Regions from separate parts of the Zea mays genome. Here region 2 is linked to region 1. The links are chromatin contacts, called in public Hi-C maps. All regions are on one chromosome and are shown on one strand. The core of a region is the stretch at or near the end of the contact, and the rest is flanking DNA. Distances in the headings are between cores, read along the strand shown. Region 1 has its middle 37 kb from the start of LOC103652819. Region 2 holds the start of LOC103652819 (leucine-rich repeat receptor-like serine/threonine-protein kinase BAM1).

Region 1 (4,856 bases), core at 1,330-3,829:
TGCACATTGATACGTAAGCGTAGGGAGGAAAGAGTTACTGGCACCACCGGTGAATAAAAAGGGGTCCGCGAAGGGGAAAAAAAATTTCTATTCATGTGTGACATGCAACACTGTTTTGCTGCGTCCACTCATCCGGTTGACTTGGCCTGACGGAGCGCACGCTATCCTCACACTGTAACCGTTAGAGGGCCACGAAGACCGTAAACAGTTGGAGGGCCGGGTCATGGAGCTGAGCACATGTCCTCCTGTTCCCTCGCCCACCGCGCGCGCTGCTGTGACATCGGGCAAACTGAAGCTCACAGTATATTTCTCCATCATGCACACTTTCCTCTCGTCTTCTGAACCTGATCCTGGATGGCGGTGGCCGGTGGTGGAGGAAACCGGGCGTCAGCTTGCCTGGCACTGGCACTGGCAGCAAGCTAGCCGAGGCACAGCCGTCGTCAGGCGCGGGCAGGCGCACTGCCTGCCCATGCAGCCTGCCAGTCAATCTCGAGCTAAGCTAGCTAGCGCCCGGAGAAAGCGCCATGCACGTCTCTCCAAAACCCCAGTGGCGCTTCCCGCTGGCCGGCTGCGACCGCGACCGCGACCACTGCCGCACTACGCATCACCGCCGCCTGCGACGCCAGTAGCCCAGTATGCATCGCTAGCTCTGCAGCCAAGCTTGGCCGATGCATGCAGCCGGCTGCAGCCAGCCTGCAGGCATGGCCGGCCTGCACCCTCTGCGGGGCATGCAAACTACCAAGTGCTTGGTGTGGGCGCAACAAGCGGTGCAGTGGATACATACAGTGGTGGTGCCACTGCAGCACAGCGTACAGTGCGTACGTTGCTTCGATCCACATCGACTAGCCGGTCCGGCGATGATCATGGGCGAATCATTGTGTCTGGTCCGGCGATGGCATGGCAGGCACGGCGGACGACGCGGCCGGGGGGGGGGGGGGGGGGGGGGGGGGGGTGCATGGCAATGATGACTCATGACTGGTTGATGAGGGGCAGCTTAAAATTCATGCGTATGGTTGGTGGTGGGCGGGCGGGCGTGGTCGCCGGCGCCCAGTCGCCGGAAGATCTAGAGCATTGCATTGCATGCTGCTTTGCAATTGCAATGCAGGGGAGAGGAGGATTCATCATTGTCCATTGCAGACACTAGAACTCTGCATGCATGCATGCATGCGTGTTTCAGTCATGGCAATCGATGGCAGCAAGCTGCCTTGCATTGGAGTTCTCGCTGCCTGCCACGCATGATTCTCGAAGCGCCGCCGACTCCGGCGCCCATTCCGCCATGCAGCCATGCAGGGATGGACAGTACTACTACACATCCCTCAGCCCTCACCTGGGTAGGGTAGCTGTGCTTTTGTTCCTGGAAGAGGATGGGAATGGGAGAACTTTTTTTTTTGGGTGCAGGAACATGGTGAAGTAAGTATATTTCAAGATCGTTTCGCAAGTCTATGAATTTCGACAAAAGAAATTTTTTTAATGATCGGCCATTTCCAGCGCAAAGACTGAAACTGAGGGCGCCCCATTAGTATTGCATTATTATATATGAATCTGTGTCCAGTCGTCGACGTCTCCATCAGTATTGCATTATTATTACGAAGTTCGAAGCTGATTTAACAAAAAAAATATGGTACTCCCTCCGTTTCTTTTTAGTATCGCTGGATAGTTTAATTTTGCATTATCCAGCGACAACTAAAACGAAACAGAGGGAGTAGTAGATTTGTAGCCCGTCCAGCTTTTTTTTCTTATCTCCCCAGGAAGTTTCCAATGGAACAGCTGCTTCACATGGTTGCATGAGTATGTAGTTAGTATAGTTCACCATATCCTACGCATGCACGACAATCGCGCAAAGCGTGGTGGAGTGGCGTCCCAACAATAAAACAAAAAGGAATCTTGGAAGAAGCGTTTGTTAGTTCGCAAAAGCGCAACGAACAAGACAAGCACATGCATGGTACTCTCGGAAAAAGGAAAGGCGAGACGAATACAGTGATCCAAAAACCAAACTTACACAGTAGAGAATCACAACTTGAAGGCACTACTGATCTCTGTGTATATGTGAAAGTGAAAATTGGCCATTGTCTCTTATTCGGCCTCAAAATATTTTTCACTATAGCATTCTTGCCGACCACTATTTAAATTTAATTAACTTTATAAAGAATATTAGCAATATTTATATCACTGTCAGTTTTATGCCTTATTCGGTTATTCCCGTTAACATGGATTAGATGAGACTGGAAAAAATTAAGAAGAAGTTTGACATGTTTGGAATTTAAACTCACCTAATCCCACTCAATCCACATAAATTGAGAGCTAACCGTTAGAATCGATGGCGATAAGTGAAATCACCGAGAGTAAAAATGAGAGAGAAGTGAGTGACTAAAGAACACACGGAATGTAAAAGCAAGTGAGATGCGCAAAGATGGAGCCTGCAACTTCGGATCGCTCCACCGTACGCACCGCTTCATCAAATCAAAAGGAAAGTAAAGCGGGGAAAAAATGTAAAGACGTGCATGCTGCATGCTGCATGCATGTTCCTGCATTGGGCCCAGCGAACCCCACAGAGCATATCGGAAAGCGTGCACCTGTATCATATGTGTTTCGTAGTATAACCGTATCCGTATGCATATCATATCCGTACTCCCTCGTTCGTCTCTCCCTCTCTCTCTTGCACTTTCTCGATCTTTAGTTTTTGCTTGTGCTTTTGCAAAGCTAGTTCCCTCCATGGCTCTCCATCCTCTCTCTCTCTCTCTCTCTCTCTCTCTCTCTCTCTCTCTCTCTCTGCTTTGCCATCTCTTTTCGTCTGTCCACAGTACTGTAGTACCGTAGCTAGTGACCACTGACCGGGACGACTAGTAGCTAGTGTGGCGGTGGTGCTGCTGCTTGCTCTTCGCGCGCTTTTCTGAGGAAAACTACCGCGCGTCTCCACCGTCGGGCCGGGGCAAGGGAAGAAGGCGCCGCTTTGCAGAAGCTCCCTTTCAATTCCTTGCATGGGGTTAACCCCTTTTGTATCTACTGTGCATGGCTCAGAACACCACATGTGCATCGATTACACGTCTTCGTCTTGATTAGTACTTTTAATAGAAAAATCACGGTTCACATGCATGGATCTACTACTTCTACTTGACAGCATAACAGAAGTTTACCATCATGATATAATAATTATGTTTATGGAAAAGACATGCGTGCATGTAATCCATCACGACGTACACATTACATTAATTATCCCTACAACAAAGTGTGACACATGCACTTTGCATATAATATATATATATATATATATATATATATATATATATATATATATATATATATATATATATATATATATATATATATATATATATATATATATATATATATATATATATATATATATATGGCATATCTTCACGCAGAAACAAATGATTGTAACAATTGCATGTGCAAATGGTTTTCGTTCACGGACAATAATCGAACTCAATTTTCAGCTATGGTTTTAGAAATTGATCCTGCATTGTTGATTCTAGAACTACAAAGCTATCAGATTCCGTTCTAACCAAGACTAACAAAAAAAATAAAATCCTTTTACATGACCTTTGCAACCACTCACCAAGACTAACAAAAAAATAAAATCCTTTTACATGACCTTTGCAACCACTCAAAGGCAGTTCACATAATAAGGAATTCATTTTTAGAGATCACTAAATTAGTATCATACATTAAAAAAAGTCAAGACCTAGTTCTAGCGACATGAGCAGACAAAACGAGTTTTTGCCGAGTGTATTTTTTTCGGCACTCGGCAAATAAGCTTTTTACCAAGTGTTTTTTATCTGACACTTGGCAAAGAGCTTTTTTACGGAGTGTTTTCTTTTGACACCCAGTAAATAATTTCTTCTTTGCCGAATGTTTTCTTTTTACACTAGGTAAATATAATTTTCAAATCACATTTTGAAGCAGTAAATTAATTTCAATGAAAAAGGTTTTAACTATAAAGTTGTATAACTCATCAAGATGTATAATTTTTATTTTAGTCATTTCTTCATAGGACAAAGTAAAATAAAATTGTTCACAAAACTTACATATCTCTCTTGTAGTTTATGAAACTACAAGAGAAATGTATAAGATTTGTGAACAATGTTATAACCACCATGTTGGATGAGCAAATGATCAAACAACCAAAACAAACTTTGTAGATCTTGAGAAGCTATAGAGTTTTGTAGTTTGCAACCTTTTGATTTGAAGTCATATTGTCAACAAAAACTACGTCTGAATTTTAAAAATATAAAATTCGAATATCCCAAATGGCCTCATCAGATGGAACGACCAAAATGAAAATTGTAGGTCTTGAAAAGTTATTTAAATTTAAAGTTGGTAAATTTTAAATTTGAAATCATCTTATCATATACAAATACGTTTGAAGTTTTCAAATTGAAAAGTCAAATTTGGTGAACAATCTCGGATGAAATAACTATTAAAATGAAATTTGTAGGTCTCAAAGAGTTATGCACCTTTGTAGCTAACAACTTTTTCAGTTGAGTTCATTTAGTGCCTGAAAATAATCAATTTACTCTCGGTTTGTTCTAATACATAGGGAATAAATGTGATACCCGGTTTGCAAAGAGGAGAAGTGGAGGTTATTCTTTTTGTTCTTTTTCCTCATTTGGGTGATGCGCTTTGGGAATTTGGAATTTGTGGAAAATATTCACCTGTAAGACAGTAGATTTTTTTGGTTAGTTGTTTGCGACGGGGTCGGGAGCTGTCACATGGGCGAGTTGGGCCTTGAACCTTGATTCGGCCCATTAGTCTCCCCTAACCCTAGCCGCCCCCTTTCCCCTTGGGATTTTTGCAGCCGCCCCCTTCCCCTCCCCTTCCTCTTGGACGTCACC
Region 2 (4,856 bases), core at 1,127-3,626, 37 kb before region 1:
CGCGAACGCCGTCGCGTTCAGGTACCCCAGCTGCCCCGTGTCCGGGAGCTGCCCCGACAGGTCGTTGTACGACAAGTCCGCCGCCGTAAGGCTGCTCATGGCCCCGATCGCCGCCGGGACCGCGTCCTCCAGCGCGTTCCGCGACAGGTTCAGGTAGTTCAGCACCCGGATGCTCGCGATCGCCTCGGGGATCACCCCAGACAGGTTGTTCCTGCTGAGATCGAGATACGTCAGCTCGCCGCACCGCCCCACCGCCCCAGGGATAGGCCCCGACAGCACGTTGCCGCTGAGGTCCAGCTTCACGAGCCGCCGGAGCTCCCCGAGCTCCGCCGGCACGGCGCCACCGATCCGGTTGTTGCTCGCAAGCAGCGTCTGCAGCGCGGTGAGGTTGGCCAGCGTGCTCGGCAACGGGCCGGACAGCAGGTTGTTGGACAGGTTCAGCTGCGCCAGCTGCAAACTGGACGCGCTCGGGCTCGGGTTCGGGTTCGACGGCACGGCGCCGGAGAGCAGGTTGTTGTGGAGCTCCAGCAGGCTGAGCCGCGGCAGGTACAGCAGCCCGGCGGGGATGCTGCCGTTGAGGTAGTTCTGGCCGAGCCGGACCCGCGTGAGGCTCGTGCACGTGCCGAGCGAGCCGGGGATGGGCCCGAAGAGGAAATTGTTCATGAGGATGGCCGTGTGGAGCTGGCCGGACGCGCAGAGCGTCTCCGGGATGAAGCCGGTGAGGCGGTTCGAGGACAGGTCGACGAGCCGGAGCGCGGCGCTGGCGCCGAGCCCCGCGGGGACGCGGCCGGTGAGGTTGTTCATGAACAGCTGCACCGTCTCCAGACGCGGCAGCGCGGCGATGAAGTCGGGCACCGGGCCGCGGAGCCGGTTCAGGAACAGGTTGAGCAGCTTGAGCGAGGTGAGGGACGCCAGCGAGCGAGGGACCTCGCCCGTGAGCGCATTGTTGGAGAGGTCCAGCGCGGCGAGCGACGTGAGGTTGCCGAGCTCCGGCGGGATGGGCCCAGAGAGCTGGTTGGTGTGGAGGAAGAGCGTGCCGAGGGAGGCGAGCGCGCCGAGCTCCGCCGGGACGCGCCCCGTGAGGCCGCAGTTGGAGGCGTCCAGCACGGTGAGGCTGCGCAGCCGGCCGAGCGCCGGCGGGATGCCGCCGTCGAACACGTTGTAGTAGCCGAGGTAGAGCTCCCGGAGGGTGGTGAGGTTGCCGAGCTCCGGCGGGATGCGCCCCTGCAGGTTGTTGCCGTTGAGGGACAGGTACTCCACCGCGGGCATCGCGCCGTACGCCGCGGGGATCTCGCCGGTGAAGTAGTTGCCGCCGAGGTCCAGGTACCGGAGCCTCGGGAGCGCGGCGACGCCGAGCGGGAGCGGGGCCGAGAAGTTGTTGTCGTAGGCGTCCAGCACCTCGAGGCCGGGCAGCGACGCGAAGTCCCAGCCGTCGTCGAGGCCGCCGCCCAGCTGGTTCCCGGACACGTTGACGTGGCGCAGCGCCGGGAGCGCCGACGCGGCGACGGCGCCCACGATGCCGTTCCCGGCCAGCGAGATGGTCTCGAGCGCGCCGAGCCCCGTCACCCGGGCCGACACGGGCGTGCCGTCCGACACGTTCATGTTGGCGATGTCGACGGCGACCACGCGCCCGGCCGCGCAGCGGACGCCCGCCCACGCGCACACGGACCCGGCATTGGCCACCGACCACGACCGCAGCGCGCCCGGGCGGCAGCTGAGCGCGGCCTTGAGGGCCAGCAGCGCCATCGCGTCGCCGCGCAGGTCGCCGTTCCCATTGGCGTTGGTGGACAGGAGCGCGAAATGCAGGAGCACGAGCAGGAGCAGAGGTGGCGAAGGCCTCATCGGGGGGTGCCTCCAATGTTTCTTTCTTTTTTCTTTCTCCGGGCGCTTGTGAATTGCGGCGGGAGGCTAGTTAGAGGAGTTGAGCTGTCGGCATTGGCGTCGGCGTTGGAGGTTGTTTAGCAAGCAAGCTGGCGAGAGTGAGTGAGAGGAGGAGTAAAGGCATGCGAGAATCTTGAGAAGCTTCACAAGAAGATGGAGTGGAGGCTTGAGAGTGAAGCTGGGAGGTGGAAGATGATAGTGTCAGGAGAGCAATCTAGGGGAATATGTTCGTTCGCTCGCTCGCTGTGGCAACTGCAAGGCAGGGGAGGGGGGGTTGGCTTTTGAGATATATATGGCGTCTGGATGAAGGGTGTCTAGTAGACTACAGAGCAACGTACTACTCTGATCTATCTAGCTAGTGCGTCGCTCTGCTGCTCTGGTTCAATGGTGCTAGTGGTGATCCTCTTGCTCGCTATCTCATCTCCTTTTGCTTTTTCTTTGGGAGGAGACGGAAGCAGCCATGGCAAAGGTGGCAAGTGGCTTGCACTGTGGTAGGGAGTTTCTAGCTTTGAATTCTCCAAGGACATGCATGGTCCCTTCGGCAGGGGGTTGTATTCTGGTTCGTTCAAATCTTTGTGCCATTGGTTTGGAGGGTATTTGGAGGAAAGGCTTTGTTTGAATTATGATGGCATCGTCGCCCGACACGAAAAGAGGAATGCACTCCGGTCTCCATGGCATCAACGTACGTGAGCCGGCCCTATGAGTTTCGGTAATGATTATGGCGCAAACAAAAGAAATGGATCGGGGAGATCTGCACTCCTGGGTTTGTCGCATTGCTACGAGCCTACGAGTTACGCGGCCCGCCGCAGTCACGATGAAACCTTAGCCATGGCACGCACGAATCAAACATCATCTGCGTCCTAAGACACGAGTAAGATGATGGAAGCACCCTATTTTGCATTACCTCACTTCCACCACGTGAAGTTCCACAAAACAAATCAAAAATTTGCAACTTAACTCTTTAATAATTTGTTTTTTTCTATATATATGGACTAACAGATGATAGATCGATGTGAGGGTTGTAAAAGTGTTTCTTTGCATTCCGGATGCAAAGAATTTTTTTTTGGAGGGAAAGAGAGAATGAACTGGGAAAACAAAGAAGAACCAATAAGTAACTTGTGTAAAATTAGTTAGTTGCTCATGTGTCGCTACGATTTTTATATATATCGTATATAATTTTGTTTTGTATAATATAAACTAACATCAGTTGTACTTGTTAGATACGAGTGCTCTCTTTCTAGATACGAGTGCTCTCTTTCTAGAGACCACGATAGATGTGTTAGATACGAGTTGTACTTATTCGAATCCCGATAGATGTGTTTTTTTTATTTCGCTAGCGCATGGGAACACTTTATATTAGTAGAGATGATAGAGGTGGGTAATTTTTATTAATTTTAACAAACTTTATTTAGTGGAGAACTCATCACTAAAATGTTGAATATGTTTATTCGAATCTAGATTTTCGTGCGTCTAAATTACTTGGCTAATTTTTCATGAAGTAAATCTGTTTTTTTGTTGGATCTAGAGCTGCTGTAGTGTGCAAACAGACTCTTAGATTGGTTACTCATGAGGTGAAGCAACAAATCTAAACCCAAAACTAAAAAAAATAATACTCTATCCTTAGCTCACAGAGAAAGAGAGATGCTAAAGTTCAGTGATCTGAATGGGCAGGAAGGTAAGCAAAGGAAAGGACAGGTTCCTCCATATCACCCTGCCATCCCCCCCATAGCCACGACGAAGTGGGAGGCAGGTGCAACTGCAGCCCGATGCCATGGCAAGACGATGCGAGCGCGGCCGGCCGGCTAAAAAGCGGCGTTCAAAGGCTCCGGCTGGCTGGGACACGGGACCCTGGGGAGGGGGGCCAAAAGAAAAGAAAGCAAAGGGAGGTGAGATAGACAAAGCGGCCGATGGTGCTGGTGCCGGGGTGCGCCGCGCTTGACCTCCATCCAGTTCGGCAAAGCGATGACGCGAACGGGCGCGGCCGGGCCAGCGGCAGCACGCCACGGACAGCATGCAGGAGGGCTGGCAAGCTCCGCCTCCCTCCGGTCACAAGGATCTACGCAGGATGGCCGAACGGTGCAATCGGAGCGAGTTTTAATGGTGCATCTTTGAGCCGAATGACATTTGAAGTTGAGCACCGGCTATCGTCTCTGCTCCAGTGCAGTGCTCCTCAAGCACCAGCAGGCAGCGGGTGAGCAGGATCCCGATCGGTGCCAGATTTCGAGGTGACCTTGCTGCACCGCAGATGTGTAGCATAAAAGGCAAACCGCCGGCGAGCTCCCGCTGTATAAAAACAGGAGGTTAGTTATTTGAATGCTTCCAAAACTATGAACATTTCAAACGTAAATCATAAAAATCTCGCTAGCAATTTAATAGATTCTGGTCACCATCTTAATACCTCCCCCTACTTTAGTCAAACTAAATGTCAAACTAAATAACTAACCTCCTGTTTAAAATATAAAGTAACTAGTTGAGTGCCCGTGCGTTGCAACGGAAACACATAATAACCTAACGTAGTCTGAAACAAATATTATGGTCTAAAACAGATATAGAGCTGCAAAGATGGGTCCAGGAATTGAGGCGAACACAGATCCGAATTTTCCAGGATAGTGAAAATGACCCATGATTATTATAGAAAACATAAGTATTCACATTCTGAGATATAAAATAGCATAAGAGTGGAACGAGGGCGTCCACATTGTTCGTGGGCCCCTGCTCCATCTCATGGGCCTCGCTCCTGCCGCTCAAGCACGAAAGAAGCCCCGACGTCGCGTTCTGGCCCTCGACGCCATCCGCGATATGACCTTCCGCTTCCTCTGTCGAGCGTGCTTGTTCCTAGCTTCCCTCCCGCCTCTGCATCGGATTCCCGTGCTGAGGCTGGAAAGTTATACCGTGAGCTTAGCTTCCCCCTCGACGTACCATCCGCGTCCTCCGATCGGTCGCGCGTGGAGCTTCTGGAACCTCGGGTGCATCTG

Evidence for each region. A called contact is a pair of places that touch in the nucleus more often than the background predicts.
Region 2: a contact with region 1 is called in a Hi-C map of ear, with 4 times the contacts expected there. The contact joins the promoter of LOC103652819 here to the enhancer-like site in region 1. A contact is called at or near these places in 7 of 25 Hi-C or Micro-C datasets (ear, endosperm, leaf and 1 more).

Annotation. Positions count from the first base shown.
Region 1 is chr4:11,229,529-11,234,384 of Zm-B73-REFERENCE-NAM-5.0, reverse strand. No RefSeq gene overlaps it. Among protein-coding and RNA genes, the nearest start is that of LOC103652819, 37 kb to the left of the region's middle. Within about 2 kb of position 2,579, at least 11 of the 20 cell types and tissues checked have an H3K27ac peak or open chromatin away from gene starts, as enhancers often do. A contact at or near this core is called in ear, endosperm and tassel, where this site is marked.
Region 2 is chr4:11,266,490-11,271,345 of Zm-B73-REFERENCE-NAM-5.0, reverse strand. It overlaps LOC103652819 (leucine-rich repeat receptor-like serine/threonine-protein kinase BAM1), which reads right to left and starts at 2,376. Exons shown (of 2, transcript XM_008679799.4): 1 at 1-2,376. The coding sequence starts at 1,842.